Regions from separate parts of the Mus musculus genome. Here regions 2 and 3 are each linked to region 1. The links are chromatin contacts, called in public HiChIP or PLAC-seq maps. All regions are on one chromosome and are shown on one strand. The core of a region is the stretch at or near the end of the contact, and the rest is flanking DNA. Distances in the headings are between cores, read along the strand shown. Region 1 has its middle 17 kb from the start of Gm40304. Region 2 has its middle 26 kb from the start of Gm40305. Region 3 overlaps Gm30464 (a long non-coding RNA gene).

Region 1 (3,490 bases), core at 656-3,155:
GTGTGTGTGTGTGTGTGTGTGTGTGTTAAAGTACTGCCACTTTTCTGGGAGAGAGATGAACTATTCGCATAGGCTAGTGCACACACTAGGAGGCTCTCTACAGCTTCCCCATCCTACCTTATCTCTTTGAAGTTTGACCCTGCAGCACAACTGGACTCCATCCTCCTTTAAATCATCCACCCCCTGGATACTGCCTGGTGGCATCTCACTGACTCCACTGGTTGGATATTCCTGACAAAAAGACATAAGATTGCTTGTGTTCCTTTCTCTAGCACCCGCTCACCTTGAATCGGTCTCCACCGTTAGACTAAAGATCAGGTGCCCCGGATACAACTTTGAGCTTGAGGTTATAGGCATTTATTTATAGGCCAGAAAGTTTCCTTCCAATGTTCGTAGTCAACAGATAGGAGTAGTTTAAAAAGATATTTGGGGGCTGGGGCTGGGGTTCAGTGGTAGGGTGTTCACCTAGCGTGTGAAAGGCTCCTGGCGTGAATTTCACACACACACACCCATGCACATACACACACATACACACACACCACTGCTTCCAACAAACAAAGAGAGCCTTTTTAATAGCTCATCTTCACTGACTGTCAAGGGATTGTTTTCTTCTGGAGACACTCAACCGACATGGAATTGAGCTCTGCCCATCTACAAATCCCCTGTAGGGTTTGTGAAACAAGCCATAATCCCCCTCATGAAAACACACACTGGCTATTTATGCTCATGCTTGGTCCAAATATTACAATTGTTTCTGGATTTCTGCCACATTCCTCTCGAGATGGTCATTTGGGAGAGTTTGTTTATAATGTGTGTTTTGAATGAAATTTTAAAATTCCAAGACCACAGGATGTAAGACTCAATTGTGGGTTAAACTTCATTTTTGCATTCCCCCCCCCCCCCCCAAAGAGGGCTTACTTACATTACAGCGGTGAACAGTGAATAGAAAACAGGGCAAAGGTATGTTTTTGGTTTTGTTTCAGGGATCAGTATTTGAAAGACTATGAAAAGCACATGCTACCTTGAATGATGAGGGAAAGTTGTTTCGAAATGGCCTGTGGCATTCGGTTGTTGGTTCAGGTGAATTAAAACATTAAGTGAGTTTATAGGAACCAGAACAAACAGTTTCTTTAGTGCCTGTGTGAATCGTGGCGTTAAAATCACAGACAAAACCCCTGAACTCCAAGATTGCATCTCTCTCCTCACACAAAGTCAAGCTTATTGAAATGAACAGTGGAACAGAACTCATTCAGAAGTTGGAAAAGAAAAGCTAAATTATAAAAGCTTTTCTAGGATTCCTTCTTTTCTGTTCAATCCTAGACTTGTCCCTTATGTCTTTGTTTATTTTCTAAGCTGATGCTAATTCTAACCGTCTGTCTGAGATTTTATGGGAAAATTTCAACTTTTAAATATAAATTAAGGTTTCTTGTATTTAAGTACAACTTGAAGTATTTTTTATTTTTTTGGGTTTTTTTTTGTTTGGTGTGTGTGTGTTACGAATGATAGACAATAAAGTGATGTGTCTGGCTTTCATGATTTTTCTGCTGGGCACCTCAGCCTTTGACGTTTGGATCTATTGTTTACTTCTTGGTACTTATGAGGTAAGGTACCATAGTGGATAAAGCCCTTGGAAATGAAGGCCCCGGTCTGAGGAGCACCTCGGCCACCGCTTTCGGCTGGATTTCTCCCCGCATCTCTGAGGGGCACCTCAGCCACTGCTTTCGGGTGGATTTCTCCACAAGCTGTTTCGGTTTACTTTCTCTCCATAAATCGGACGCACGTTCGCACGCGCACACCAGCGATTTCTATGACATAGCCTTTCTGGAATTCCATAAACACAGGATATCCAACATGGGCTAACCACTTGTCCAGAAAAGAAAATAAGCAGACGGTTGCCCACAGAACACAGCTTACATTCGGGCAGCAGAGTCCGCCAAGAAGCGATTGCATTGAGTCTCTGTCTGACTGATACTCCAACCTGGAAAGCGACAGAGTGCTTTGCAATGGCTGTTTCTTGTTAACAGAATGACTTACAGCCTCCGAATTGAGGGCTTATTTGATTTTTGACCTTGATCATCAGAGAGGGTGTTGTAGAGGACCACTGCAAATACTGTTCCTCTTAGGTACAAAGGAAAATGCTCTACTTAGGAAAAAAATAGGATAAAAACAATAAAATAATAAAACAATTTAATGTTTAATAAAATAAGACATTTGCTATCATATCAGGTGGACATATTTAGCTGTTCCTCTCTGACAAGAATCCTCAAAGCCTTTATAAAACATTAGGAAATAAATACTACCCTTCTTTGCTAAACTATTGACTAGTTTTGAGCTTAACACAGTCCTAAAATAAGAACACCAGCAGCAATCCCAAGCTTAGCTTCAACAGTGGAGTTTTATGCTAAGGTCTCCTCTCAGCTACTTAGTGCTCTAAATAAAGGGGGTTGGGAGTAGCAGCCCTTCCAGAAGCCAGGCAGGTTGGACTTGACAACCTTGCATTCCTATAACTACAGTGGGAGATCACTTTGCTAAATGTTACTCACTTTTTCTGGTCTACGGGTGGAGTTACTGAAACTGCCAATTCTAGGGCTCAGACGGTTCCTGTAAAAGCAGCCTTCAACGCATCGGAAAGACTTTCCTGGAGGAAGGAGCGCTGGCTCCATTTGTCTTTCTGGATTTACTGGGCTCGTTAATTCAGGTGCTCTGATAATGGTGCTAAGTGGGAAGAAGCCATTTTCTCAATTATCCTCGTCTGATAAGCCTTTTGGGAGTGCAATGAGCTACTGTCATTATGTAATTATGCCGTCCTTCTAGTTTCATGCCATGGGCAAAGCTCTGCAGCATCACGCCTTGGGTGTAGACCTGGTTGAGCAGCCCTTACCCTTCCACTCTAGTCTTCTATCTTCTTCTCCTGCAGTCCACCTTTCATAGCACACCTGCTTTTGTCTGCTTGTTTGGTCTTTTGGAAATAGGGCCTTACTGCTAACACAGCTTAGCCTGAAACTCTCAATTCTCTGACTTCAGCTTCTCAGTTCTGGGATCATAGGTGTGTGTGTCAACTATCCCAGATCACCAGGTCATCTGGGATGATCTTTCAAAAATATGAGTCATGCCTCACCACCATGCCCTGATTGACAGACAATCACATCTTTTCACGTCCTGCAGCTTTCTTCCAAGATCAGAGCAGTTGATTTGTCCAGAACGGGAGTTGGTAGCCAGAAGATATTGTGGTCATCAGTGATCTTTCATTGATAGCAATTGCATGATATACTATTCTAGTGTGATTCCACCAATAGTGAGTGTAATGGCACAGCCAAGGCTGAGAATGGGACATCTATCTCGTCAGTAGAAAACTTTTTTTTTTTTATTCGAGACAGGGTTTCTCTGTGTAGCCCTGGCTGTCCTGGAACTCACTTTGTAGACCAGGCTGGCCTCGAACTCAGAAATCCACCTGCCTCTGCCTCCCGAGTGCTGGGATTAAAGGCGTGTA
Region 2 (3,490 bases), core at 476-2,975, 390 kb before region 1:
TTTTCCTATGCAAGATAAATCATGAAGTACCTGTCTTTCTCAAACTATCTTATTTTGCTAGTTCCCTCTATTTTCTGACAAATGTCACACTTTCCTTTTATCTTTATAGCTGAATAAAATTTCATTGTGTACATGAACCACATTTTCTTTATTCATTCATCTATTGATGGACGTCTAGGACGCCTCCATTTCCTGGCAAAAGCCCTTTCTCCATGGACCACACTGGGACTCAGCGCCTGTCTACACAAATTCAACGCAGAGGCTGGATGCATAGAAACCTAAGGAGAATGGTCCCAGCTCACGTGCAGGAAACAGACTTCCCTGTCCTCTGTTAAATACCAGGAGATCCTCTGGACACTGAAAGCACAACTCTAAAAACAAGTAGATCCCAGAACTGATGGTGCTTACAGTTCAATGGAGCAAACACCATAGCCAGATGAGCTCTGCACTGGCCTAGCTAGGTTGGGTTAGAAAGTTAAGTTAGAGAGGTGGGGTTAGAACGGAGATGAAAGCAATGCGGGGAAAACAAAAGGAATGAGAGTTGCTGTTTCCACTTGCGGGTGTGGGAGCAGAGGTGGACAGAGGACCATAGCATCCTCCTTGTGCAAGAAATTAAATTTGACTACAGAAAAAAGTCATGCAGGTATGTGAGACGGGCGGAAAGCATTCCAGGTAGAGGGAAGGGAAGACAGAGAGCCTCTGAGTCATGACGCGTTTGGAAGTCTGAGGAGCAGCAAGAGGGCAGGGCAGGAGAGTTGGAGCTGAGTGATTGAGGCCGAGAGGTGTGTCTGATAAAATTAGAGGTGTCTGGGAAGCAGACTGGGTAAACCAGTGTAGCTAGGAGTCCCTGTAAGGAGCCAAGCACTCTGTGAGACTAGACACCACCAGAGGCAAAGGTGCGACAGGACCTCATTTCCAGGCTAACCCTGAAGGATCTTATGACTGCAGCATCCGGGTCTAGATGAGGAGACTTTCTGTCTCCCACCTAGGTCATGCCTGGTACCTGGAGCCTCCAGGCCTGCTGGGTTGGAAGAATATGTGTGCATTCAGTGAAGAAAGCAAGTTGCTCACAAACACAAGGAGGAAACTAGTTACTGCCGACACAAGAGGCCAGCTGGTTACTGCAGACACAAGAGGCCAGCTAGTTATTGCAGGTCTCTAGGGCCTTGTTGCCAGTGGGTGTGTGAGGAGGCCACACCCTGGCTCTGCCTGTCTAGTTTGTCTGCCTACCATTGACATCTGCCCAGACACCATAGCTACTTACTCTCCTAGATGGGCTGTGTGCAAGTGACCTAGAGCCTGGAGCCTCACCTACCACATCTGTGTCCAACATCCGGGAGGGGGATGCTTTCCTGCAGGACTTAGCCTTGAGGTAACTTACTCACCTTCTAGCTTGCTTTTCTATACAATAGAGATGATTTTTTAGAAACTTAAAATGCTGTCAAGGTGACCTTCCTCTTCTCTAAGGTGAAATCAGCTGATATAGCATGATTTGTGAGTATTTTAAGGTTCTAAGTGCTCAGGGGCCCCTGATCGTAAATACACATTTTTTTTGTTTTATCATCATCATCATCATTATTATTAACCATTAATATTTTCCAAGTGGTTCTTATGAACTGTAAAGTTTAAGAGACTTTGTCCTTGACCTCTCTGGTAATGCAAAGCTGTGTGTATGCATTTACTTGTACACACACATTTATGGAAATTACACATGACTCAGGCAGAGAGGAATTCAAAGACCACAGCCAGCTGAGCTTAGCTGTTTTGACTCAACAATGTATCATTGAGATAATCCTGCCTCTCCCTCTTTTTTTTTTCTTTACTGGGTATTTTATTTATTCACATTTCAAATGTTATCCCCTTTCCCAGTTTCCCCTCCAGAGACCCCCTATCTCATTCTCCCTCCCCCTGCTTCTATGAGGTGCTCACCCACCCACCCACTCCTGTCTCCCAGCCCTGGCATTCCCCTACACTGGGGCATCGAGCCTTCCCAGAACCAAGGGCCTCTCCTCCCATTGATGTCCGACAAGGCCATTCTCTGATACGTATGCGGCTGGAGCCATGGATCAACTCTTTGGTTGGTGGTTTTAGTTCCTGGGAGCTCTGGGTGCCTCTGCCTCTTAAACGGTTCCTTGCTATGCAACTCCAGGGAAGGACAAACAGCAGGTTTCGCTGTCCCCAGTGGTGGCCATTTGTGCTGTCTTCCATTATTTCCAGCTGGTTTGAGATCTCACCCTGTTTGCTCTGCAGCCGTGTATCCTTGGCCAACTGATGTAACTTCCTAATGACGTGTTTCCACCCCCTTCTTCCCTTCAAGAAGACTATTAACACTCTCTACATGGTGGCGGTAGTGAAACTTGAGTGTTTTTCTCCGAAGAAAAAGTGACCAACATACAATCAGTGGTTAACTAATAGTTGACTGTCAATCATATTCTGACTAATCTCTTACTTTGAGGTCTCAAAATATGGTCTTCTGATAGAAGCCCCTCTCATTTGAGCTCGGATGATGCAGGGGTGTGGCTTGTGGGGTGGAGGATCTGTGGTATTTGAGCGATGCTTGGCTTTGCAAGAATGAGACACAATGTGGCTCTTTTTATGGCTGCTGAGGGCCGTGATGCAAAGAGCATATTTTTATTGGCTTCGGAGGACGTTTCTTGACAGAGTATTGAACTCTTTTCCTTCCTGCTTTTATTTTTAGTATAATTTCAGATATGGAAAAGCTACTGAAATAGTATGGCTATTTTACTATGTATCAAGTGTTAACATTTACTAACTTTGTTTTACCCCCTTGCAGATACATATCACACATCTTGCTTCTGAACCTTTTGAGAAGCCCATTGCCATTTACGTGGCAAGTCCTCCAAAGTCCTGTATCAGGAAGTGTCACTATCCCAGGCAAGCTAAAAGGATTAGTCACTTTGGTGGTGTATCACTGTGCTGAAAACAACAACAAAATATGACTAATGGTCAAAGTCTGGACATTAACTTTGATACATGTTTTTCAGTCAATAGGTCTATTCTAGATTTTGGCAAGTTTTTCACTAATGTCCTTTATAAGCATAGAATCTTAGATGCATGAATCTGTGTTTTCTAGCCTGTTCTTTTCCATTCTGGCCCAGTCCCCCAATGCTTATTTTTCATATCATGGGTACTTGCAGAGAGAATGGGTCTAACATTATCTTCAGTGTTCTCAGCCTGTGGTTGCTTGGTGGTTTTTCTGATTGGATCCAGAGTACTTAGCTTTAGCAAAGAAATCGCAGTCCCATATGTACTAGGGTCAGTTTTTATCATTGTCAAGTAAATAAATAGCTTTGATCACTTGTTTGGGGGGATTCAGTCCTATAGTGGCTTTGCAAAATTGGTTTCTTCTTTGCAGTCAATAGGTGTGTAGTGGGAAGTTATTAGTATTTGGAGATTAATAAATACCCCGTTTCTCATTAGTTTCCCTCACCTGTATCACTATCAACTACTGACTTTTGCTTAAAACAGT
Region 3 (3,490 bases), core at 300-2,799, 330 kb after region 1:
TTCCAAATAAAATCAGAGGAATACTCAGTGCAATCTAGAAAGTTTAAAGAAACAAAGTCAAGCAAAGACTCTGCCTCTGACTATAGAATTCCTACCAGGGCGAGTAAAGAAAACAAAACACAAAAAACCTTTGATTATCTATTTATGCCCTGCTGAGCCGGGACCCAGAGGAGAGGAGCCAAACACAAAAGACATAATCTCAAGCAAGCATCCTCTCTATTTAGGGCCTCCCTGGCCTTGAGCTTTGCTATGAGAACAGGTGGAGATCTGCCTTGGAAAGTTTTAGTGGAGCAAGGGAAGCTGGCCAGAAGGACCAAGAGGAGGGAAGAAATGACATGTCACTGTTTAACTGAGTGACGACTGAGCTGAACCCTGAAAGCCGAGAGGATTCTCATAGACTCGGTCCCCCAGAATCCCTGAGATAGATGAGGAGAAAGGAGTCATTGGCGTTTCCTGAGAAATGGAGGGTGCTGGAGGTTCTGGATATGCCAAGCGCTGGGGATGTTTGTCTTGGGTGTCCTCAGGCCTGTGCCTGCTATAAGATACCATGTGCAAGCATATAGATGAGCCACGGACCCTGACCACCACCCCGCAAGAACAAAGCTAAAGAATGACAGTTGAAGGTTGTGAAGTAGCCCCTATTTAACTTGTGGGGTGAGGCTATGTGTAGTTCAGAACTACATATATGCTTCCTACCCTGCCCCCCCCCCCGCCCCCGCCCCACCCCCCGCCCCACCCTACCTGCTTGTCCTGTGCACTCCTTTCTAGACTAAGAGAATTCTAGAAACCAACACTACAGAAAACCCAGTGACGTGGCAGCGGTCAACGACCAACTTCACATGTGTAGCCTCACACACAGATTTACCCTTTACCCCAAATAAACAATAAAGAGGTAGGGCTGGGGACACTTGCCATGTGGTGGCCTCTATTTTTGCCTGGATTTGACTAGAGGAAGCGTCCAGCTGGCACTTTGGAAAACTGTAGCCACACGTGGAGATTGCTGGGTTTTCTCCACATAAACCATCCTGTTGGTGTTCTGAATGGAACTGGAGATAAATCCACAAAGCTTTTATAAAGTCTATGCACAATGGTCCCATATCTAATATGAGAATGAGATTTTCATGAGATTCCTACGAAAGAGAAAATGTATTTGCCAAAAGCACACAGTGGTTGAACCAACTAGAACAATAATATTGTGTGTGTGTGTGTGTGTGTGTGTGTGTGTGTGTGTGTGTGTGAGAGAGAGAGAGAGAGAGAGAGAGAGAGAGAGAGAGAGAGAGAGAGAGATTTGAAGGATGCGTAGGATGCATATAGAACCTAGGTGGAATAGAGATTTGTATATTTACCTTTGAACTTGATTTGATTTTAATATTCTATCATTTGTGAACAGTTCCCAAACGCCTTGTCGGGAAGACTTGCCTATTAACTCGCTGGAAGTGTCTCGTGAACACAGCAGACAGTGGAAGCTGTGACTCATACCACAGAGCCCCAGTGGCCCCAGCTCCACCAGGCTCTGCAGTGAGCTAAACAAGTCTGCAAACATGGGCTCAGCTGCCTCTCCACACCAGATCCAAAGCTAACCCCGGAGTAAACAAAGATTAACAAGGCATAGCCTGCATTGGAAAGGAGTTCACAACCTAGCAAGGAAGCAGCAGATTAAAAACAAAACCAAAAAACCAAAAAAAAAAAAAAACCCAAAACCTACTACACCCGATAAGGTTAAGCCATTAGAGATAAATTGGGAAAAGGTTGCTGAAGCTATATTGATGAAGTGTGCGTCTGTTCAAAGGGCTGTGGGAATATGGAAAGGATACCATCCCAGCCTAGAGTTACCTGCGGCAGGAAAAATAAAATTGAAGGCAGAGACTCTTTTTTTTTTTTTTATTTTATTTTATTTTATTTTATTTTTTTTTTTTAGGCAGAGACTCTTGAAGGATCTCTTGAAAGACAAAGCCCATCTGGTAGCAGGAAAGAGGGATTCCTGGGGGAGGGGCAGCAGTGTAGGGAAGAGGTCAGAGGCATGGCCCTGCACCCACAGCAGACACAGAGTGCTGGGGCCAGGCCAGCGTGGTGTGTGCTACAGAGGCAAGGGGGGCAGGCTGGGAAAGAGGCGGGGCTCAATGTGAATGCAAGCCCAGGAAGTTCTCAGGTGAAGGGTGCTTCCGAAGGCCTCTGAGAGCAGAGAAGAGCCACTCAGTGGGATGCACATCAAGTGTGCTACCTGGTGTTGTCTCTGACGTTTGTTTCAAGGTCTCAGGAAATTAACCCACTTCCCAAACAGTGTTTGCTCAGTCCTAAATATGGCTGCACCTCAGAGCAGGGCTCTGCAAACTAAAGCTAATGGATCACATTTGGACCACTGTTTGTTCTTGTAAATAAAGTTTTATTGGGACACATGGATACCTGGCTACTGCTATGGCTGATTTACTGCTGAGCTTGGTATTTGCAATGGAGACTAATAAACAAGATCCAAGGTATTTGTGATTTAATGAGATACTTTGCTGAGGATTGCGTTTTCATTTTCCAAGGTCAAGGTCATTTTTGCCTTTTTGATTGAACTAGAAATGTTTGTAGCAGCTTTCCTATCCTTTTTTTTTTCTTTTTCTTTTTCTTTTTTGAGACAAGGACTCACTGTGGACCTCTGGGTAGCCTGCTATGTAATTCTGGCTGACAGAAACCCGCTTGCCTCTGCCTCCTGAATGCTAAGACTAAAGGTGTGCACTAAGCCCCTCATATTGCTGCCTTAATGAAGTGGTCAATTCTGACAGGTTGGTGAAGTCAGTGGTAGATGGAACATGTCCAGAAAAGAGAGAGTGAGTACCCAAACCAGACAGATCTGGCCAGGCTGTTGTCATTTCTGGGGATGCTGAAGATGGCTAGGTGGTTATGTTGTTAGTCATGCAACCATACCTAAAATATGTGGGCTAGTGTGTGCATGTCATGGGCTGCCTCTTAGCCAGCTCTGCTCTCTGCCTTCTGTTTCCCCCACATCCCCATCTTTATGAAAACACATGTCTGGTGCTTATATTTGCCACAATCCCCAAGGAATAGTGTCCCTGATGGACCCCACATCCTCCACCTCCAGGCTGGGAAAGAGACTTGATATATTCCTACCTGCCTCTTACACACATATGAGATACATGTGTGTGTCATGCACACACACACACACACACACACACACACACACACACATACACATACACATAATATATCACACATGTACACATAAGTACAAACATGATCTCACATATACACATGACTATACACTCACATATGTGCATGCACACATGTGTACGTGTACACACACACACACACACACAACAATGACTTTTTGAATGAGGCCTCACAAGATGAACACATCTGCTGGTTTAAGGCAGCTGGTATGGAAGGTAGTTCCATTCCTAAGCAAAATATTTCCTTGAATACTAGTGGTTTTTGTTTTTAAGGGTTCCATGCTGTAAACAAACATTTTTTATTGTTGAAATATGAT

The links. HiChIP or PLAC-seq counts read pairs in DNA pulled down with a chosen protein or histone mark.
Region 2: an HNF4G HiChIP or PLAC-seq map of pancreatic cancer cells shows a contact between it and region 1. The contact joins two enhancer-like sites. A contact is called at or near these places in 1 of 115 datasets of contacts at active chromatin or transcription factors (pancreatic cancer cells) and 1 of 9 other capture datasets (pancreatic islet).
Region 3: a contact with region 1 is called in an HNF4G HiChIP or PLAC-seq map of pancreatic cancer cells. The contact joins two enhancer-like sites. A contact is called at or near these places in 1 of 115 datasets of contacts at active chromatin or transcription factors (pancreatic cancer cells) and 1 of 9 other capture datasets (adipose tissue).

The regions. Positions count from the first base shown.
Region 1 is chr5:53,562,841-53,566,330 of GRCm38.p6, reverse strand. It overlaps a transcript of Rbpj not described here. Among named protein-coding and RNA genes, the nearest start is that of Gm40304, 17 kb to the right of the region's middle. Within about 2 kb of position 1,905, at least 49 of the 459 cell types and tissues checked have an H3K27ac peak or open chromatin away from gene starts, as enhancers often do. A contact at or near this core is called in pancreatic cancer cells, where this site is marked.
Region 2 is chr5:53,951,661-53,955,150 of GRCm38.p6, reverse strand. No RefSeq gene overlaps it. Among named protein-coding and RNA genes, the nearest start is that of Gm40305, 26 kb to the right of the region's middle. Within about 2 kb of position 1,725, at least 36 of the 459 cell types and tissues checked have an H3K27ac peak or open chromatin away from gene starts, as enhancers often do. A contact at or near this core is called in pancreatic cancer cells, where this site is marked.
Region 3 is chr5:53,234,345-53,237,834 of GRCm38.p6, reverse strand. The region is part of intron 4 of Gm30464 (a long non-coding RNA gene); the gene reads right to left. Among named protein-coding and RNA genes, the nearest start is that of Gm30519, 11 kb to the left of the region's middle. Within about 2 kb of position 1,549, at least 55 of the 459 cell types and tissues checked have an H3K27ac peak or open chromatin away from gene starts, as enhancers often do. A contact at or near this core is called in pancreatic cancer cells, where this site is marked.